Regions from separate parts of the Mus musculus genome. Here regions 1 and 2 are each linked to region 3. Evidence: chromatin contacts called from public HiChIP or PLAC-seq data. All regions are on one chromosome and are shown on one strand. The core of a region is the stretch at or near the end of the contact, and the rest is flanking DNA. Distances in the headings are between cores, read along the strand shown.

Evidence for each region. HiChIP or PLAC-seq counts read pairs in DNA pulled down with a chosen protein or histone mark.
Region 1: an H3K4me3 HiChIP or PLAC-seq map of embryonic stem cells shows a contact between it and region 3, with 4 times the contacts expected there. The contact joins the promoter of Dgcr2 here to the enhancer-like site in region 3. A contact is called at or near these places in 3 of 39 promoter capture datasets (3T3-L1-derived adipocytes, the C10 cell line and embryonic stem cells), 7 of 115 datasets of contacts at active chromatin or transcription factors (the 230-238 cell line, embryonic basal ganglia, embryonic stem cells and 2 more) and 1 of 9 other capture datasets (adipose tissue).
Region 2: a contact with region 3 is called in an H3K27ac HiChIP or PLAC-seq map of embryonic stem cells, with 12 read pairs. The contact joins the promoter of Slc25a1 here to the enhancer-like site in region 3. A contact is called at or near these places in 10 of 39 promoter capture datasets (3T3-L1-derived adipocytes, the C10 cell line, the HPC-7 cell line and 6 more), 2 of 15 datasets of contacts at CTCF or cohesin (the NIH/3T3 cell line and embryonic stem cells), 3 of 484 Hi-C or Micro-C datasets (the NIH/3T3 cell line, embryonic stem cells and forebrain neurons), 19 of 115 datasets of contacts at active chromatin or transcription factors (the 230-238 cell line, the HPC-7 cell line, the SCID.adh cell line and 8 more) and 4 of 9 other capture datasets (adipose tissue, embryonic stem cells, liver and 1 more).

What each region holds. Positions count from the first base shown.
Region 1 is chr16:17,889,747-17,893,018 of GRCm38.p6, forward strand. It overlaps Dgcr2 (DiGeorge syndrome critical region gene 2), which reads right to left and starts at 1,982. Exons shown (of 10, transcript NM_010048.3): 1 at 1,640-1,982. The coding sequence starts at 1,718.
Region 2 is chr16:17,926,826-17,930,293 of GRCm38.p6, forward strand. It overlaps Slc25a1 (solute carrier family 25 (mitochondrial carrier, citrate transporter), member 1), which reads right to left and starts at 1,394. Exons shown (of 9, transcript NM_153150.2): 1 at 1,161-1,394; 2 at 720-827; 3 at 542-641; 4 at 329-467. The coding sequence starts at 1,254.
Region 3 is chr16:18,015,900-18,019,069 of GRCm38.p6, forward strand. No RefSeq gene overlaps it. Among named protein-coding and RNA genes, the nearest start is that of Vpreb2, 37 kb to the left of the region's middle. Within about 2 kb of position 1,737, at least 9 of the 459 cell types and tissues checked have an H3K27ac peak or open chromatin away from gene starts, as enhancers often do. A contact at or near this core is called in embryonic stem cells and trophoblast stem cells, where this site is marked.

The DNA.
Region 1 (3,272 bases), core at 732-3,231, 130 kb before region 3:
ATCATCAAGGGACATTAGGGTGCTTAGGGTTCTGCAGGACAACTTAAGACAGAACTGTGGGACTGATGCCAAGCTCCAGCCTAGAAAGCCATGGATTCAAGGTCCCATTACTCCCTCCACTGGAGCCTCTTCCACTGTAGGTCCCATTTAGATCGTATGAGGGCTCCCCTGCTGCGCATGTGCACATGGATGGCCTCTGCCATCTTTCTGGGGATGCCCAATACACAGCAATATACTGAAGAATTCATACTTGCTCTCTTCTTCTATACTGAGCACTTCTAAAGAGAGGGTTGTGTGTTCTGCATTCGAATACCTCTATCGTTGGGCAGGCAGCAAGAACTCACATGTCCTTTCTGAAATGCTCTCAGCCAGCTGGCAGGATATAGGAACAGACTGGCAAGGGGCATTGGACCTCACCTGCAAAACTGGACCCAACAATCAGAATGGGTTCACTGTATGCAGAAGTATACAAACATGTTTACCAATATGTAAAAGGTAAGAACCCACAAACCCTTTAGCCTGACAAGAGAATCATATCCACAAGGGTTCCTAGCGGGCTACTTTACAACCAGTCAGTTCACTATGCAGAGCAGCTGGCTTTTCCCTTCCTGGAGCCCAGGGAAACGCTCTGTTCAGTTGAGTGTTGTCTTGGGCTTGGTCACTGAGGCTCTGGCAGACATTTCCACATGGGACAAAAGCACAAAGCCAAGCATTGAAATATGTTGCAGGATGGGAGCTGAGATAGGACACTGCTGAGGGTGCACCCACCTGTTCTGACACCCAGTCATGATGTCACCCATAGAAGACTTGCCTGGGGCATTCCTTCATGGGAACCTTCCTCTGCTAAAAGCATTAAGAGCTCTACTTACCACCGCCCTAGTACAGAGGAGTCTCTGAAAGTTCACAGACAAGACATCCCTGCTGGGATCCCTAAAGGGACAGTGAGGCTGTACTGGTATTCCTGTGCCTGATGGATAAATTGACCTGGCTTTGTTGCGGAAGTAGGGTGCAGTGAAGGTTTTTTTTTGCAGGGGGGGGGGCACAGTTCAGAAGTATCTGAAATAAGCAGAAAAGGGACCTGAGGTTCCCCACCACACAAAACTCCAAGGGAGTATCAAAAGTAGTTAATCACACCACACAAAGCACTAAGTGCCAGGCACCGCTGAAAGGACTCTCCCCTGCACCTGGTACTCAGTTTACTCCCAGTACCTCCTTTGGGCAGGGCTGGACTTCTGTGATAAAGCGTTTCACTAAGTGGCAATGAGCAACCAGACATCGCTGTCCAGGGCTGAAACGCTGGCACTAGGCCACAATTGGGCGGACACTTGGGGCACCAGGTGCCTCCACAAGCTGCTTCCAAGACTTCCACTCAGCCAAGCAGAAGGGTGCGCCCGAGACGCAGCTCCTGGCCAGTGGGTCCCAGAGCACGCGGCGCTCGGTGGACCTGGGTCTAAAGGCAACATCCTCGAGGCTCCGAACCCTGGTACACTCCAATTTGTGCCAGGGCAGGGGACGCCCAGAGGCCCGCGGCCAGGCCTCGCCTGTGCCGGGCCGAGGAGCAGTAGCCCCCAGCAGCCGCGGGGGAACGGACGTCCGCAGCCCCACCCCCGACCGCGCCCCCACCCTCAGCACCGCGCACCTGGCCGCAGCGGCTCGGTGACAGTGAGAACCAGCAGGAAGAGCAGCAGGAAGGCACCGCTGTCTGCCTTGGGCACCATTTATCCTCCGTTCATCGTCCCCGGGGCAGCCGCGTGACCCCGCGGGGAGGCCGGACCTGGCCGAGAGGAGTGGGTGAAGGCCGGACTCCGACCTGGGGCTGAGGGGCGGCAGGCGAGGGATCCAGCTGGGCCGCGGCAAGAGAACGCCACCGACTCGCGCGCACTCTAGGCCGCAGGAGCGGGATGAGATTCCGGCTCGCGCAAGATGGCGGCCGTCCTGCTCCGGCCCGCGCCACCCCGCCTCCGGCCCGCACTAACCAATGAACGCCGAGCTGGGCGGGGGGTGGGGTGGCGGAGGGAGGTAGGACCCGAGCTCCAGACGCGGGGCGGGGCATGAGCACGAGAGGCCTAGGGAATGAGCGAGTGGGCGGGGCCAAGGGCGGGGCTAGCAGGAAATGAGGCGTGCCATTGGCTGAACCGAGAGGTGGGACGCAGCCTTGGCAGCGAGGTACCAAAAGGGGTCCCTAGTGCTGGTAGGGTCACAAGGACTGACAGTGCTGGCGCCAGGGTCTGGGGTGGGTAGGAGTGGGGAATCCGGGATTAGTGAATTGAGGAGGTATAGCTGGACCTGAACGATCTTTACTCCTGGAGGCCCAGGTCTGTCCCAGTGCCAACATATTCCCTAAAGTGGTCTTCTAAACGCCGAACGGCTGTGAAGAAAGTGAAGAGCTCTAGTGAAAATAAAGGACCAGCAGTCTCTGTGGATCAGGGAATGGCACAAAGAATATCAACAGAGGAGGAAATGGCTTAATGGATGTCAGAATCTAACAGAGAAGCCCAGAGTCTCTGGACCAGATCTGGGGAAGGAGCTGCCTATACAATGGAGAAAAAAAGCCCAGGCAGAGACAGGGCTAAAGCCTGGGAACAAGGCTCCACATGCTAAACTCACACCTGCCTTCATGAACAGCATGAACGTGGAAGGAGAGACAGCAAATGAAAAACCAATCTGTTCAGGGGAAGGAAGTGAAAAGTGGGGAAGGCCAGTCACCTCCAGCATATCTGACTCACTCTTATTGCCCCTCCACCAAAGTCCCAGGATTTCAACCTACGATAGATACATGGAGCCATGAGTGAAAGATGCTAACTTGTTATAGGTAGGTAAAGTCAAGGTCAAGTCGTCAGACATTCCAACTTTACCAGGTCTTGGCCCAAGATGTTGGACATAGGACTTGTCACAACAGATGGGGGGTTCCTTGCTGGCAGAAGCAAGGGTACCTGTCCAGTGCTGCTCTGGGCACTCAGATAGTTTTATGGCACATTCCCAGCACTGAGTACAAGATCCAGGCCTAGCCTTCTGCCCCCATACCCACCCCCACTGCAAATCTGCCCTGGGAGCTCAGCCAGAGCTCTGAGTTGGGCAGGTCCTTTGGAGGGAACTCAGCCAAGTGCAGTCTTCCTGCCAACTGTCCACCTGCAGAGCCGCCGTTAAGAGTCCAGGAAAGGTTTGGAAGAGAAAAGAGCAGGACAGGAAGTGAGAAGTCTGGCTGAGCGGTACAATGAAAGCACAGAGTTAACTCCTTAACCCACCACCACCACTACCACCACTGGGCCAGG
Region 2 (3,468 bases), core at 144-2,643, 89 kb before region 3:
AGCTGGGGACTCCCAGCTCTTCTGCAGGAAATCCCTAGGCTGTTCTTGAGTTCCATTACACATAGGCCCCAAGACCTCAGAGGGTTTCCCCAGCGTTACATTTGCTATTTCCTAGACTTTGAATAGTGAGTTATGCTTTGAAGACTTCGCTCATGCTTTTATTACGCATGAGCCGCCACAGGAGACCCTTTCTGCCACCATTTACCACGAACCTGGTGCATATGTGTGGGGACCCTTCCCACCTTGACAGCCTCCATGGGGGCACATGCCATTAAAACCTGGGAGCCCGAAGATACCCTGGCTACCCCTGAAAGGCTCAATCCCTCACCTTGATGGTCTCCATAGGGCACACGACTACCACTGCTTCTGCCACGCCGGCACCCAGACCGCACAATAGTCCTCTCCTGCTGTCGAGCCTACCTTGGGCATCCCGCATGTGGTTGCTGAGGAACTCGAACATCCCAAACCTAATGAAGAAGACATGTGAGGGGGCCCGCTGCGGCCACTCCCTCCGGGTCGTTTCAACAGAGCAGAGTCTCACCTGACAGCCGCCTTGGGGATGGAGCCGTAGAGCAAGGAGCTGAGGCCGCGGTACAGGCCCAGGACGCCATGGCTGCGGACAGTTTGCCGCACGCAGTCTCCTACGGGAGGCGCGGTCAAGACCCTAGCTCCTCTGCTCCGCAGTGTCCCCCTAGCCACCCCCGGGAGTCCCTCCTTACCGATGCCCCGGTACCGCGGTGGGTTCGCTCGTTCATCTAGCTGCAGCTGCGTCTTCACGTATTCGGTCGGGAAGGTGATGCAGATTTCGATGCCTCCAGCCAGGCCGCCTGTGGGGACCAAATGCCTGGGGCTAGGGACACCCTTGCCCGGTGGACCCAGCCGCTACCGCTGCCACCGCTGCCGCCGCCGCGCGGCCCCTCCCCCGCCCGGACTTTGCCCGCGTCGCTGCCAGCGTCCCGACGATGCCCACGCCCCCACCCGGTGGTCTCCGCCTGGAGTGCCCAAGAGACTCTGAGCGACAGCAGACGAGTGGACTTAGGGGTCCCGGGTCGCAACCCCGACACCTCCGCCCCTCCGGAAGTTGGGCGGGGCCTGGGCGTCCCCGGCCCACCCGGAAGCGCTGTCGGACAGGCTCTGAGTTGGGGTTCCGAGTGACCCACCTGCTAGGATTGCCTTCCCGGGGTGCGTCAGTTTGGGCTTCCCGGACCCCGGCGCGGCGGCCGACAGAGCGCGGGGCCCGCGAGGCGCAGCCATAGCGGGCAGGAGGAGAGGCGCCCGGCGTCGACCTCGGGTCCGAGCCTCCGGCGCGGGGTTCTCGGGAAGCAGCGGAGCCGGAGGCTACTGAGACCACGACCAATTCTGGTCCGGGAGGCGGGGTGGTCACGTCAGCTCCCGGGCTCCGCCCCGCGTGGCCTGAGCTGAGCCCCGCCCACGCCACGCCCCGTGCCAGCCGGGAAACTGAGGCTTGGGCGGGATGCACTGGGGCACGCGTCGGGGCGGAGAGCTGAGAGCAGCCAATGGCCGGTGCTGGATTCCGGGGAGACGGAGAACCCCGCCGGAGGCGTGGTCTCCGGACAGCAACGCTAAGCCAAGGCGGGTAGCAGTGGGTCAAGGTGCAGTTTAGAGACACGTGCGTCTGGAGCGCGCCTTGGGGTTAAGGTGGGCCTCGAGATCCTGGGGGCGATGTAGGGACACATCCACCCCGGTGCGTGAATTCAGTCTTCTGAATTATTGTAATAACAGAGCTTGGCCTTCGTGCACCCTCCCGGGCAGTGCGATGATCACTCTGCCCTTCCCGGATTCGTCCGGAAACAGAATTTTCCTAGGCAGGTTCCCCCGACAAATGCAGGTTTCCCTTCCTTTCAGTTTCTAGCGAATCTTTGAAGGGCCTATTAAGTTGGCCTTTGTCCCGCCTACCCACACAATCACCAGGCAGAGCTGCTTTGCTCTGATAAACATGTTTTAATATTTATGGTCGGCAGGAGGCTCAAAGTCTTGAGAAGTCTTTGTTGCCACACATATCCTCAAAGCCGCCTGGAGGGGGCAGCCCTAGCCGGCTTGGGGTGAAGCTCCCAGGAGTCTTTGCAGACCTTTGGAGGCCTAAGGGTCCACCTCCCTGCTGTCTGAAAGGAAGCAGTCGCTGGGGGTGGTCAGTGATCTCCCCCAGCTCTGGGTTGGCTCAGAAGCTATCACAGGGCTTTAGCTAAAACAGAGTGCCCAGATATTGTACCTCCCAGTTGGAGTCCTTTGTGATTCCTTTCCCAGAAAAGGTTAAATGGGTTGAGGGTTGGGTGTGGACACATTACCCAGTATAAACAAAAGCACTCAAAGGAGGCTCCTTGTAGGCAGGCGCTGTAGAGTATTAATAGGGTAAGCCTGTAGGATAGCAGAGGAGAGCCTATAGCTAGTCTGGCTTCTGCTGGTTTTTTTTGGGGGGGGGGTCGGGTTGGGGGATTGTGGGTTGTAGTACTTGTACTGAATGCCATTGTGTGGTCGAGGGGCAGAAGGAACAGGATCAATTCCACTCATCAGAGCCTAAGGCACTGGGCCAGCAGATGTCTGGAGGCAAGGAGTATGGGGATGGCAGTTGGGGGCCAGTGGGAGGTTGGCCAGGCTAGAGGTGCAGCTGGAACACCCCCCCCCCCACACACACACACAACTGGACTCTTAGCTCAGGTAACAACAGCTGGTGAAGGCCAGCTGGCATCCTGTCCTCCTCTCCCACCAGTGTTAGTACTCACTACACCCAGTATATTCAGGATACAACAGCCTCTGAGGGCTTGTTCCATGCAATCCTGGGTGGGCTTTCAATTCAACGCCCTTTCTAGCACACGTGAGAAGGAACTCTCCCAGAGCCTGGTGGGTCACAGCAGCAGTCCACAGCTGGGCATGGAGGTAAGAAAAATGCTGGCTGTGCTAGTGTTTCTAGACACATGACTGCCACACTTGGTCACAACTGGGATCCTTCCCACCTCTACCTACCCATCTGGCACCAGGGCCCAGTGCCATGGATGGCCTTTGTCCCTCTCTACTTCAGGGTGCCAACTGCCAAACACTAGCACACATTAGAGTAAAAGCACAGCCCTCATGTGCTCTCCACATGTCCCTCTTGTTGCTCAGTCTCTCTCAGGCCCTGGGTTTGTCTGTCAGCAAGAGATGAGAGCACATGGTCTGGAGCTCCAGCTAACCATAGAGGGAAGGGCATGAAGACAGGATCCTCCAGGAGAATTAAAGCTGAGGGCATGCATGCTGGCATCTCTGAAGTCTGGGTGGAACCTGAGTTCTCTAGTGCTTTACCCATGGATCTCACTGCCAAGAGAGACTCAGGTCACACTCCATCTTCATTATATTGGCCTGTGCATATGGCTACCCATAGGCTAACACATCTTAGGGGAAAGAGAAGCTGATCTCCTATAGAGGCTGTTCCTACAGGGAGCTGCTGTCTGTGATCAGAGATAACTAAGGACC
Region 3 (3,170 bases), core at 487-2,986:
TTACATTGTGCATGCAGGCCCCAAAGCTCAGGACAGGTAGAAAAAATGAATAAAACCATTAAGAGACCCTTACCAAATTGACAGCGGAGACTGGCGCTATGATTAGATAGCTCTCCTACCCTTTGTGCTCTTCAGGGATAGAAACACCCCTGGACAGTTTAGACTGACCCCCCTATAAATTACTCTACAGGGGGCCCCCTCCACTGGTAAAAATAGCCTCTGTACATAGTGCTGACATGCTGCTTTCCCAGCCTTTGTTCTCTAGGCTCAAGGTGCTCCAGTGAGTGAGACAGCGAGCAAAAAAGCAGCTCCAGAAGGCCTACTCAAGAGAAGAAGACCTGCTACATTAGACGTCTCCACACAGAAAACCTTAAGACTCCGGTGGAAAGGCCCTTATCTTGTACTCTTGATGACCCTACTTTCTACCTTTATGGGACCCCTTTTGATTTTGCTTCTGCTTTTAATTATAGGTCCATGTATGTTAAATAGGCAAGTCACCTTTATTAAAACAAAAATTAGTACAGTGTGGCTTTTAGTTTTAAAACAACAGTACCATGCCCTAAAGTAAAGGATCAAGTATGTCAGAAAAAAATAGTGTCTAGTTCTAAGATTAGAACTACTAACAAGTAGAAGGGGGGAATGAAAGTATAACAACGTAAAAACAGAATTCTAGGCCTTTAGGCCCAGGCTTGGGAATGTGGCCTTTGTAAAGGTATGCTAATCATAAAGCAAATTGCGACATTCCTCCATCCACCCGCTTCCTGGGTTCAAAGAGTGCTCATTTAAAGAAAGTCACCCAGAACCTGCAATGCAAATGTGCTATTGTTAGGGGCTCTTAGAAGCTGTCTTGAGAGTTAACAATTACCAGGTATTCTTTGTGACTCTTGTAACTTTACACTTCCTTGTGACTCTTAACTGGTATCTTTGGTATCTTCCAACAACGCCCTCCCCACTTCCTTAAGTTGTGGTTCCTTCCTTTAAATACCCCCTTACCCAGCTACTCGGGGCGCCATGGTCCTCTACCCCTGCGTGGTGTATGACTATGGTCCCGAGAGCGCTCTTGAATAAAAATCCTCTTGCAATTTGCAGCAAGACCTGTTTCTTGTGGGTGATTTTGGGGTGTCACCTCTCCTGAGTCAGAACGTGGGGGAGTCAGAACGTTGTGGGTCTTTCAAACTCTAGCTTCCATAAGTTATCTTGGTCATGATGTTCTATGACAGCAACAGAGAACTAACTAACACTCCTACCCGTCCTGTGAGGTCACTGGGGCCTTCAGGCTACATGTGTTGTGACAAAGAAGTTATCTCTGAGTGGGGGATCTACACCCTTGCTAAACAGGTGTGAGTGTATATGACTCATCTGATTATAACAAAAAGATGGTAAATAAGAAAACAAATCTCAGAGGGAGGTCTTCTGACCTGGGAACCATCCACGCAGGATTGACAGAAATACCTGTGGCAGAGAACCTGAATTACTAATGATAGGGGACCACCTCTGTGGGGCGCCCGCCCCTTCTAGATTCCACTGCTGGGAGTGTGATTGATTATCTGAGAACCAGTCATGCCATGACTGGCCTTATAGAAAATACAGATTAAGGTAATGGTGGTCACTTCATCTCCAAAGTATTGGAAGGCATTATAAAAAGTTTACATAAAGGACCACCCATCGTACGCCTCAGCAGTCTCCCTCCTCAGGCAAAACTGAAAGGCAGAGTCAGCCCTTTATACAGCCGAGCACTCCAGACACTGAGCTAATTCTAGACACAGCACAGCCTTGGACCAAGTGCTTACCCATGACGTTGCTTAGACCCCTTTCCATCCCTCAAGAGCACCTAGTGCTGTCGCCCTATGAAATGCTGCAAGTATTGCCGTGCCTGGAAAGGGCCATTGACCATCCTGTCTGTAGTGGTTTGAATAAGAATGACTCATATATTTGAATTCTTAGTCTCCAGGGAGCAGAAAAAAATTAGAAGGATTAGGAGGTGTGGCCTTGTTGGAGAAAGTATGTCATGGGGGAGGGCTTTGAGGCTTCAAAAGCCCACACAAAATCCTCTCTCTTTTTCTCCCAATCTCTCTCTCCATCCCCCCCCCCCCCAGCCCCTTTCTCGATCTTTCCCTCCTCTCCTGATACGCACACTCCAGTGAAGCCTGCCTGGCAGGCCGAGAGGCCTGGAAGCACTCATGAGGCAAAGAGTTTCAGAGAAACTCACCTCCTGGAACCTTGGCATTCTCATAACTTGTATACTCATACCCTATCCCTGAGTTAGTCTGGTGTATGGATCCACGTGCTCTCTTTTAGTATTATTTTATTATAAATGCCTTTTAAGATTGAATTCTGACATAGCTAAGCCTTCGCCAGTGTTCCAACATCCTAAAAAATCTTTGAAGCCGACAAACTTGGAATTCAGTAGGAATTCAGTGAGAAGGTGACCTATTCAGTAACATTCAAATTTACTTCTAGTAGAGATGGTGAAACTAATTAGGCATTAGAAAGAGCGGAACTGGAATAGCTCAGGGCTAGTCTGCAGAGTGATTACTTAGGACAGTAACCAGTCTCACCCAAACAAGGGAATACACAATGGCCTAGCTAATAGGTGGGTTTACCATGTAAGAGTTAGGGAATCCCACTGAGACAAGAATCTTCACTACAGCCAGATATAGCAGGCTACATTGCATATTAGAAGCAAGTTGGTGAATTCTTCTGACAAATGGAGATTCTCCACAGATACTTAAAAAAACAGCCAAGTTACACTCATACAAGAATTTACCAAGGCCTAGGAAATAGGAGGTTTGTGGTATTGCATTATTCATGAGAAGGTCTGCTAGAGCACAACCCCCTGGTGCTAGCTTTCATAAGGCTCAAAGGAGTAGCACAAATTGTGACTAGGGTGTGAAATCCTTACCTGTCATTAGCTGACCCTAAGCAGAGCTGTTTTATCTTTACTGTAAATATTACCTGGTTCCTGAAAGTCCTTTTGAAGTCATTCCTTTGTTTTGTGTCAGGTAATTTCAATGTACTTTGCCTGCTGTGACATCCTACCCCCTTTATTTTCTGTATTATATAAGACTGGTGTTCAGTTTGTGACATACATTCAGATTCTATACAATCTCCTGTGTTGAGTCTGTCTGTCAGTCATTCTCCGACTCCTTGTCCACCTGTAACCAGAGACC